Linked DNA regions of Danio rerio: region 1 is linked to region 2. The links are chromatin contacts, called in public HiCAR-type maps. All regions are on one chromosome and are shown on one strand. Each heading gives the region's core, a stretch centred on a gene start, on an enhancer-like site or on the middle of the called end of the contact. The rest is flanking DNA. Distances are from core to core; before and after follow the strand shown. Region 1 holds the start of mrps18b (mitochondrial ribosomal protein S18B). Region 2 holds the start of kpna6 (karyopherin alpha 6 (importin alpha 7)).

What was found. HiCAR-type assays count read pairs that join an accessible place to other places.
Region 1: a HiCAR-type map of caudal fin shows a contact between it and region 2, with 4 times the contacts expected there. The contact joins the promoter of mrps18b here to the promoter of kpna6 in region 2. A contact is called at or near these places in 2 of 4 datasets of contacts at active chromatin or transcription factors (caudal fin and embryo).

Annotation. Positions count from the first base shown.
Region 1 is chr19:32,891,401-32,896,465 of GRCz12tu, reverse strand. mrps18b (mitochondrial ribosomal protein S18B) reads right to left here and starts at 2,007. Exons shown (of 7, transcript NM_001017759.2): 1 at 1,924-2,007; 2 at 1,649-1,796. The coding sequence starts at 2,004. It overlaps ppp1r10 (protein phosphatase 1, regulatory subunit 10), which reads left to right and starts at 2,905. Exons shown (of 19, transcript NM_001277109.1): 1 at 2,905-2,923; 2 at 3,107-3,418.
Region 2 is chr19:32,355,427-32,360,179 of GRCz12tu, reverse strand. It overlaps kpna6 (karyopherin alpha 6 (importin alpha 7)), which reads left to right and starts at 2,521. Exons shown (of 14, transcript XM_001923886.8): 1 at 2,521-2,625. The coding sequence starts at 2,622.

The DNA.
Region 1 (5,065 bases), core at 758-3,257, 540 kb before region 2:
CGTGAAGTAACCGTATACCTGTGCCACTTTTACTGTGTTTCGCCTAGCGTTCCATACTTTGTTTTCAATCATTACTACACGCAATATATCAAGTAGGCTCCGCAATTTTTACGTCATAATTAAAGTCCCCAAACAACTTAATTCATTCAACAAATCATAAAAAAACTAATTCTAAATCATAAACGAATTAACACATTATTTCAAGTTTCTTTACATAGCTTTTAAAAAATAAGTGAATTAAAATTAGTCACAATGTATCAAGCAGTCAATGAGAGAATGTGTTCATTATTTTGAATGCATTTTTTCATTTAAACAAAAGGAAAAGGGGATTATAGTCTCAATGGACAGTGATTTTACTTAAGACAAATGGTACAAAAGCAGCAAACACATTGCTTTAAACTTTTAATAATCTGTATATACGGCATGTATAGCTCATAGCTCAGGGGTCAGGAACTTCTCAAATAACATCCTAAAATTTTTTATTTGTGTTTTTTTTAAAGGTAAATGTGGGTTGTACAGTGCATAAATAATTGCAGAACTCCTCTATTTAAAAAAGAAAAAAAAAGTTCTGAAAGAGGTTAAGCCTGAGCCAGGTAATAAAAAAAGTAACGCAAAAGTAATGTGACGCATTACCAGTGATGTAAAGTAACAAATTATAAATACTCAAATTACTGAAATGGAGCAGTCTTTTCTCAAGAATTGAAATTTAGTAAGTTGTTTTAAAATGTGAATTTTTACTTTTCCTCGAGTACATTTTTAGTGCCGTAAAGTTCTTTTACTCCACTTCTTTCCTTCAACCTGCAGTCTCTACTTGTTTTGTCTATGGGCATTGGCTAAAGTAGAATAATCAGTCCTGTGATTCTGGTCCAACCAAATCGCACATAGAAACAAACTTATATCATCCTAAACCTAAAGACATGCTTTATAAATGTAACAAACTGCTTGGAAGCATTAACAGTGTCCAAGAAGATGGACGACCAAGAGACTGTTTAGATCAGGGGTGTCAAACTCAATTCCTGGAGGGCCGAAGCCCTGCACAGTTTAGTTCCAACCCTGCTCCAACACACTTACCTGTAGGTTTCAAACAAGCCTGAAGGACTCAATTAGTTTGATCAGGTGTGTTTAATTAGGGTTGGAACTAAACTGTGCAGAGCTGCGGCCCTTTTGGAACTGAGTTTAACACTTGTGGCTTAGATGCAAGTCACTGATGAGAAGAGTGATGCCAACTGTATAATGACTGAATTTGTCAACACTAACTAAATGCACTAATGTTACGTTTACATATCCCTGCACAACTTGCATATAAACGCATCAGCCTTTCACAGCATAATGCTCACTACTTGCTAATCTTTAGTACTTTTAAAGGGTCTACTTTTTGCTCATACTTTGAGTAATATTCACAACAGATACTTTTACTCTACTTGCACTACATTTTTGGGCAAGTAATGGTACTTTTACTGATGATTTATCAGTACTCTTTCCACCACTACGCATTTCTTGAGAGGGAGTTGGACTTCTTACCATAAAAGTAACAAAGTAACGCAACTAGTTAACGTTACTTCTTGGGAGTAACTCAATGATGCACCACTTTTAAATATAACATTCCCCAACACTGATGTTAACTATATACTTTAATAGTCATATTTACCTTCACTTTTTAAGTACTCCCATGGTGTGTCTGCATATCTAGATAGCGTCTCCGCTGAATTGGTGTTATCAGCAGATGAAGATGATGCACAATAATTGACACGATGCACCGGAGCGACAATGGACGTTATTCTTACATCACGAATTCTCTGCAATGCAAAATAAAGAACGTGATTCGTCCTCTTCACGTGATCACTTCGCTGTAAACACGACATTTATATAACCACACGTTATATCAAAAACATCAGTTAAAATGTTAATTTATAATCAACAAACCTGTGCTTGAAGATGTCGTTGTAAATTAACGGGAAATGTGCGGCAAGCAACTATCCCAATGCGTTGTAAGGAGGCTGCCATTTTGTCTTTGCAGGAAACACGGAAGTTGTAACGGTTAAAGTGTACTGTGACGGAAGTACGCAGCTTTTATTATTTATCTCACGTTTTCTATTTGTTGTAAAACTAAACACGCGTTGTCTTTTGCAAAGTCAGCTTGTCATGAAAGTCTAGTTTTAGTCTTATACGCATATTATTTGTTGGAATTTAAATGGATTTGCTTGTTTTCAATGGCAAACTATAAATAATTAAAATGAATGTTTCAGATCTTATCCAAGACACAATTAATATGTATTTTTTATCTGCTTAGCCTTAAGTATAGGAAAAATAATGGATTTATTTTACAAGAAACAGCAAACATCAGTGATAATCAAACTGTTATTTTAAGGGTTCAAATCTCTACAATGCATAAATGATCTGATTATCATTAGGACTGATGCTGTTAAAGAAAATCTGTGTGAAAATATATAAATTAAAATAACATTTATGCTTTTTTTTAATCGCAAACATTTCTCTCTTTGGAACTATTTTAATCGACGCAAAGTACATAGAATATATGGTAGATAAACTACATAATTGCAACATTAATGTGTCATTTTGACTGAATACAATATATATATATATATATATATATATATATATATATATATATATATATATATATATATATATATTTTTTTTTTTTTTTTTTTTTTTTTTTTTTTTTTTTTAAAGAGCATATGAATCATAAACCATAGTAACTGGTTGGGGTGGGCTCGTCCTTGAACAAAGAAAGAAGGTCGTTTCGAGAGTGTGCGCGCGACAGGACCGCGTGATCATCAGCTCCATTTTGTGTCGAAAGAAACGCCCGAAAGCGCGCTCGCGCCACTGGAATGACGCAAAAAACGTCAGAACCATATATACCGAGTCCCACCCTTCTAGAGCATTCCTGGATTTGTCTGAGGTAAGTGCTATATCGAAGGACAGCTTTCTTACTTTTTTTCGCGATTTAAAGTGTTTTTGCCCCAACTTTTGGCTACATCATCAATTTTATCAACAATCCGGCCTTTTTGAACATTACCTGGATTTCCGCCTCCAAAAATGCGTTTTTTTCTTACGTTCTCTTTGTCCTGTTGTTTCGTTTCAGGTCTGAGTCGGTCTCAGTGAAGATCTGGCGTCGAGGATTTTTCAACTGTGTACGAAGAGAAAACCCCAAAATCTCTTACTTTTTTCTACTCGAGTAACGGACATTCGCTTACTACCTTTTTTGCTCCAGATTGTTCAAGAAGGAAAATCTCAATTTCAGCCACCACAATCCCGCCCATTATGCCATTTTTCAGCCAATAATGCTTAAGTCATGACAGTTTACGTTCTCTTAAACTGTTATAAAGCTGAAATTTGTTGCTGTTAAGCACAAAATATTAATAGCAACCCGAGACGCAGAGGAGAGGTATTAATAGTAAGTGTTTTTTCAAACCAATTTGAATCGAAACTACGTTAACAGTTAACCAATTGTTTGTGTTATAAATGATTTCAGATATAAATATAGATGAAAGCTTTAGAGAAAGATCGACTGTGGCGACCTTAATGCGCCACAGTTTCTTCTAGAGGACAGACAGCATGCTGAGATAAAGCGAGGCAGAGCTAGCTATAGCGTATGAGCTCACATTGCAAAGCCAGAGCAGCGGCTTCAACGCCCTGTTTCTCTTTGTGTGTGAGACGGAGCAATCCTTACCATAATTAAAGTAACGATAATTCATCGAATAATGAGCTAGCCATCGCTAATCATAAGCAATCTGTACATAAAGATTGCCATAGGCAGAGTCAGGAAGTGACTGCATTCAATTGGGGCTTTTTTTTTATAAACTGCATTCTTTTCAAAGGAGAGCTCACTGGAACAACCAACGCAATCTACACATAAAGATTGCCAAAGTGGCGCCTGTGGATTTAGCCGAACGAGGGAAATGCAACATTTTGTTCATAATAGGTTAATAGCTGGCGGAGCTGTGGATATCGTTGTGATAGTATTTGGTGAAAAAAATAAACCTCCCTAGGCAGTGATAATGTATGAAATGCATAGCAGTCTAAGTATAAAGATTGCATTTTTGTGTCGTGTGCGTAGATGGGGTGTTATTTGTCTTTTCGACTTTGCTTTAAAATGGCGGACGGGTTGTCCTTTTCTTGAGGCAATGGTGGCTTTGTTTTTCTGGCTGGATCTACAGGAAATACTTTAGTTCGGAACGGCTGTCGCGTCGCCATCATCCCCATTTACAGCTTGAGGTATCGTCTTAACATACATGAGTCGCTAGCGGGGTTAATGTAGCATTTTTGTAAGATAAACAGCAGGCGGGGGACATATATCGTATTTTTTAAAAGACTTGTTGCAGTTCAAAGATGGCGACCGTGCATCCGTTCTATTTAGCCCACCGCGTACACGAGGACAAGTGGTTAAAGATAATGGGCGTGGTTTAGCTCGGACTTCAGCCAATCAGAGGAGCCGCTGTCAGCTCAGGGCGAGCTGCTAAATGAGAGGGAGACTTCGACAGATGGCAAATCAAATCCCCTGGTGGCCACTATTGAGCAGACGAAAATAATTGTATTATAGTCAGGCCAACACTGTATTGCTCTGTTGACAAGTTCTCAATCAATCCTTGGTCAGTTTTGTAAACTCGATTAAAAAGTGAATGTAGGTTAACTTACATGGTGTTAAACTGGTTTATTTGTAGCCATTATTATACAAAAAGTTATTAAATATAAATAGTTAAGTTTATTTAAAAAGTAAGCAAACAACTTGTAACATCTTGACAGGTACTTCAACGTTAATGTTTTCTTTACAGTGACTGTACATGAAATCTTGTTCACTTTTTCTTGTTTGTCATGACAACTGACATTTCCAGGAATTGTGTGTATTGTTCCGTGTTTAAGGAGTTCGGTTGTGACTATAAAAAGTTCTTCACCAACAGTGTTACGGGTAAGACAAAACCTGATTTCTCACACGATCAAAAGTGAGTAAGTTTAACTTTTTCGATTCAGCCATTAGTAGACATTTTCAACTGTCTTGAAAATTACGTAGAAAATAAAACGTTGCTAAACTTTTGCATGCCTA
Region 2 (4,753 bases), core at 1,272-3,771:
ACAGATGTAATTGTACCAGAAAACAAAGCTTGATGAATTCTTTGTCATTAATAAAATAAAAAAGGTTTTCGTGTTTGATTTGTTTTAACCTGTTACAGATTTAAGAATAAATTATAGATTTTATAAATTAATTTACACTATTTACATTTTTATTCAATTGTTCAATATTTTTCAGTGGCCATATTAATTATATTCAGCAAGCCTTAGTATTTCTGGGGAAGTTGGAAAGTTCCATATAAAATCAGATCATTTGTACACTACACTTTAAAAAAATGCTGACTTGGAAAATAACCCAATCCTAACCCAGGTGCTGGATAACTATAGGACATACCACGCACCTAGGTTGTTTTGACCCAAGTGCCGGGTTTAGTCAGTTAGCTCCAGAATGCTGGGTTGTTTATATGACTTAACCGCTGGGTAAGGTTAACCAAGTTGCTGCGTTAAATGTGACTTACATATTGAGTCATTAATTGTCTCATCTCATTCTACCTTTTTTAGTTTTTTTGTTGTTATATTTACCAATATTATTTATAATAGTAAATGACAAATTAATGCATATATGAATTTTTGGTCCCGTGAATTAATAGTCCTCTGTTTATTTTTTTCCTCTATTTTTGTTTAGCGGAGAACATTTTTTCAACACATTTCTAAACATAATCATTTTAATTATTAATTTCTAGTAACTGATTGCTTTTATCTTTGCCATAATGACAGTAAATAATATGTTACTAGATATTTTTCAAGACACTTGTAAACAGCTTAAAGTGACATTTAAAGGCTTAACTAAGGTGAGGTAGGTAAGGTAAAACTTTATTGTCCCAGTTAGGGAAATTTGTCTTGGGCTCTTGCCCTCAGCTGCAGTTATCACAAACATGGAAAAAACAATACAACATACAAAAAACAAATTAGTATTTTTATAAAAGTTACATGCGTCTCTTCACATAAGCGAAAATAAGCAAAAACAGAAACTCTCAGTGTAAGCTACTACTGTTATTTAATAGCTTAATGCTCATAGGATAAAAGGAATTCTTATATCTGTTTAATCTACAGCAAGGTACTCTGAACCTTTTCCCAGAAGGTAACTTGGTTAACTAGGCTGATTAGGGTAATTAGACAAGCTATAATGATGGTTAGTTCTGTAGACTATTGGAAAAAATATAGCTTAAAGGGGCTAATAATTATGACCCTTTAAAAAATAAAACTGTTAAACTGCTTATATTCTAACCAAAATAAAACAGAAGAAAAAATATTATCAATAATTCTGACTTCATATATATACATATACAGTTATTAGCCCGACTTTGATTTTTTTTTCCTTTTTTAAAATATTTCCCAAATCTGTAGAAAGTTTTATTTGATTTATTTTGACTAGAATAAAATCAGTTTTTAATTTTTTAAAAGCCGTTTTAAAGTAAAAATTATCAGCCCCTTTAAGCTATAATTTTTTTCCGATAGTCTACAGAACAAACCGTCATTATACAATAACTTGCCTAATTACCCTAACCTTCCTAGTTAACCTAAATAACCTAGTTAAGCCTTTAAATGTCACTTTAAGCCGTAAAGAAGTGTCTTAAAAAATATCTATTCAAATATTATTTACTGTCATCATGGGAAAGATAAAATAAACCAGTTATTAGAAATGAGTTATTAAAACTATTGTTTAGAAATGTGTTGACAAAAACACATTTTTTTCTCCGTTAAACAAAAATTGGGGAAAAAATAAACAAGGGGGCTAATTAGTCAGGCCTGCGGTACAGGTGAATTGGGTAGGCTAAATTGTCTGTAGTGTATGAGTGTGTGTGTGAATGTGTGTGTGAATGTTTCCCAGAGATGGGTTGCAGCTGGAAGGGCATCCGCTGCGTAAAAACGTGCTGGATAAGTTGGTGGTTCATTCCGCTGTAGCGACCCCAGATTAATAAAGGGACTAAGCCGACAAGAAAATGAATGAATGAATGTATTTTATTTTTCATGTCTATGAATAATATAAATAATATGTTATTACTATATTTGTTTTTTTAAATAATGTTTTTGTGTTATTTAATATGCACAAAATAATAAAAATGATTTTGACCATATTATTTATTTATTTATATATTCATTTATATTGTAAGTTAGTTAACTATTTAGATAGATAGTCCTATTTTTATATTTTGAGCTGACAAGCTGATTTACACTTAGTAAGCCTATTATGCCTATTAACAGTATATCTTAATAAAGAGTATATTATCCAAATTTCCTCAATATTATAATAATTATTTGTGTTATGATTATTCTTATTAATATAATTAATAGTGGCAGTATTTTTATTATTGTTTATTATTATTATTATTATTATTATCATCATTATTTTTGTTATTATTATCATTGTTATTATAATTATGATCATCATTAATATTATTATTATTTTCTCTTTTTTTTTACATAGTGATGACGAGACCCCCTCATTTTGTTCGTTTGCTCAGCCTTTCGTAAGACACAAATTGGAAACGCTGTCATTAAGTTTGTCTCCTTCTACTCTCCGTAGATCACCGACATATTGTTTGTGAGGAGCAAAATCGAGTGTTAAGATTACAGCGTTGATAAAACCAGTCATCAAAGCGTATATAACTCAAGAAAGAACCATGGGTGAGTATCTCGTCAATACTGTCTTTTGACGTGTTCGTACTGTTACTCGCGGTGTTTTGGGATCAGATTTGTAGCCGAGAACCCAAGACAAGCTACATCATGTCATTTACAGCATGAGTGTAAAGGGCCAGTTAGCCTAGCACATTGCTGTACACGACCTGTATGTTTACCAGCGATTCCAAGAGCAAATGTTTTAAGTCATAACGCTTTTCGGACATGCTTTAGTGAGGTTTGGTTGAATTTGATTGACGTGGTTGTCAATTTTGAGTCTTTGCCAGTGGAAACGCTTGGTCATGTTAGACATGTTCTGTTCGAGGTTGTGAAATCGTTCGGGTTTTAGGTGGCAGCTAAAGAGGAAATGCTCAAACATTAAACATAGTGCTCTGTCATGGGTTATATAAATCTATTCTCGTTAATGTTGTCTATGTAGACAGCTGTCTGGGTTTAGACAGACTAAACAACATGTCCCTGGTGTCAGTGAGTGCACTAGTCAACTACACGTGATCAGCCACGATAGCTGATGGTTTCTGTTTCAAAACTACTCATGGGAGACTTTTATTGTATATTCACGATTATTAAAATGGCAGTTTCTTGTAGTAACAAATCGGCTAGGTTGTCAGCTGCATTAAACCATCAGTCTTTTCTGTTAAATATAACTTGGGATCTCCTCATTTTTACATTGGGTGTGTAGGGAGGAAGGTGATGACATGGTACAGGCTGGCTAATTTAGTTTTTATATTTAGTGAATGATTATTAATTATGTCAGAACCCCATAGCTAGGTGTTTTGAGCATTATACATATGTGTGATGCCTGTCTGTTTATTACTTGGATCTTTAGAATAGGTTGTGATGGAAAAAGGTTGGAACAGGAATGATACAAACTGGAAGGTCAGATTAGGTATCGGAAACTGACTGTCTGCTGACTTGGTTTTTCCTGTCTTATATTTAATAGAATCATCACAGTTTATATTAATGTGATATCTGGCAGGTTTTCACAAATTGTGCCATTTTAGTTTGCAGTTTGAGTAAGCTGAAATCAGCAGTTCAGTTCAGGGTATTTGGATGGGATTTTTTATCACATTGTATGGTGCAAATTGGAATACTAACAGAAATGAGTCTTTCAAAGCAAAAAGTAAGCCAAATTAAGTACAATTTTCACTGTCACTGCTACAGATGAAAATATAAAACTGTTATGAAATTAGGCATGGTCTGGTATAAGATTCTGACAGTATAATAACCTTGGATTAAAAATACGGTTTCACAGTATTGTGATTACTGCTCTGAAATATGCTCTATTTAAATGTCTGAGTAAAAACAAAAACTTTTTTTCACTTTGAACACATATTTTATTTTGAGAAACATTCAAAATATTTCGAAGCAGTAAAGATGTCAGGCTAAATCATTCAAATGACTCATTGACTTCTGCTGTCTTCATTTGTTTTAAAAACACATTTTTTTTTTTACAATTTAAGCAGCATTTTTATATATCTTTTCTGCTGTTCTAGGTACCGTTGTCCCAAAAAATTTGTAAAAATCTTTCATGGATCAGAAGAACTGTATTACAGTAAATTTTGACGGTTTTAAAACTTTGACTTTTCCAAATCTTTATATAATTTATGCAAATTTAAAATTCAAACATCACATCATCAGTATTAATAATAAATGCAGCACAGATACTTAAATGAACAGTGTTTTTCAAATGTTCAAGTAGGTCTAACAGTAGTATTTAGATTAATCTATTAAGATTTAAAATAACACTGCATTGTAATATACATACATATATATATATATATATATATATATATATATATATATATATATATATATATATATATATATATATAAAATAACCATACAAATTGTTCAGTCAAGAGCCAGCTAGGGATTTTTCCGTTTTATTACATAATTAACTATAATGACAAATGAACAGCGGAAGGTGTAATAGTCTACTGTATCCAGTGCAAAGCTTGGATCCAACATAATGATGCACATCCAATCTTTGTTTGCCAAGATAGGCAGTTTGAAACTAAATGTGTGTATTTGTTCTTTTATGTATGATACAAATTCAGCACTTGCAGGTACTTGCAAATTGGACTGATTCTAGTTGCGAATATCAAATTTCAGGGTG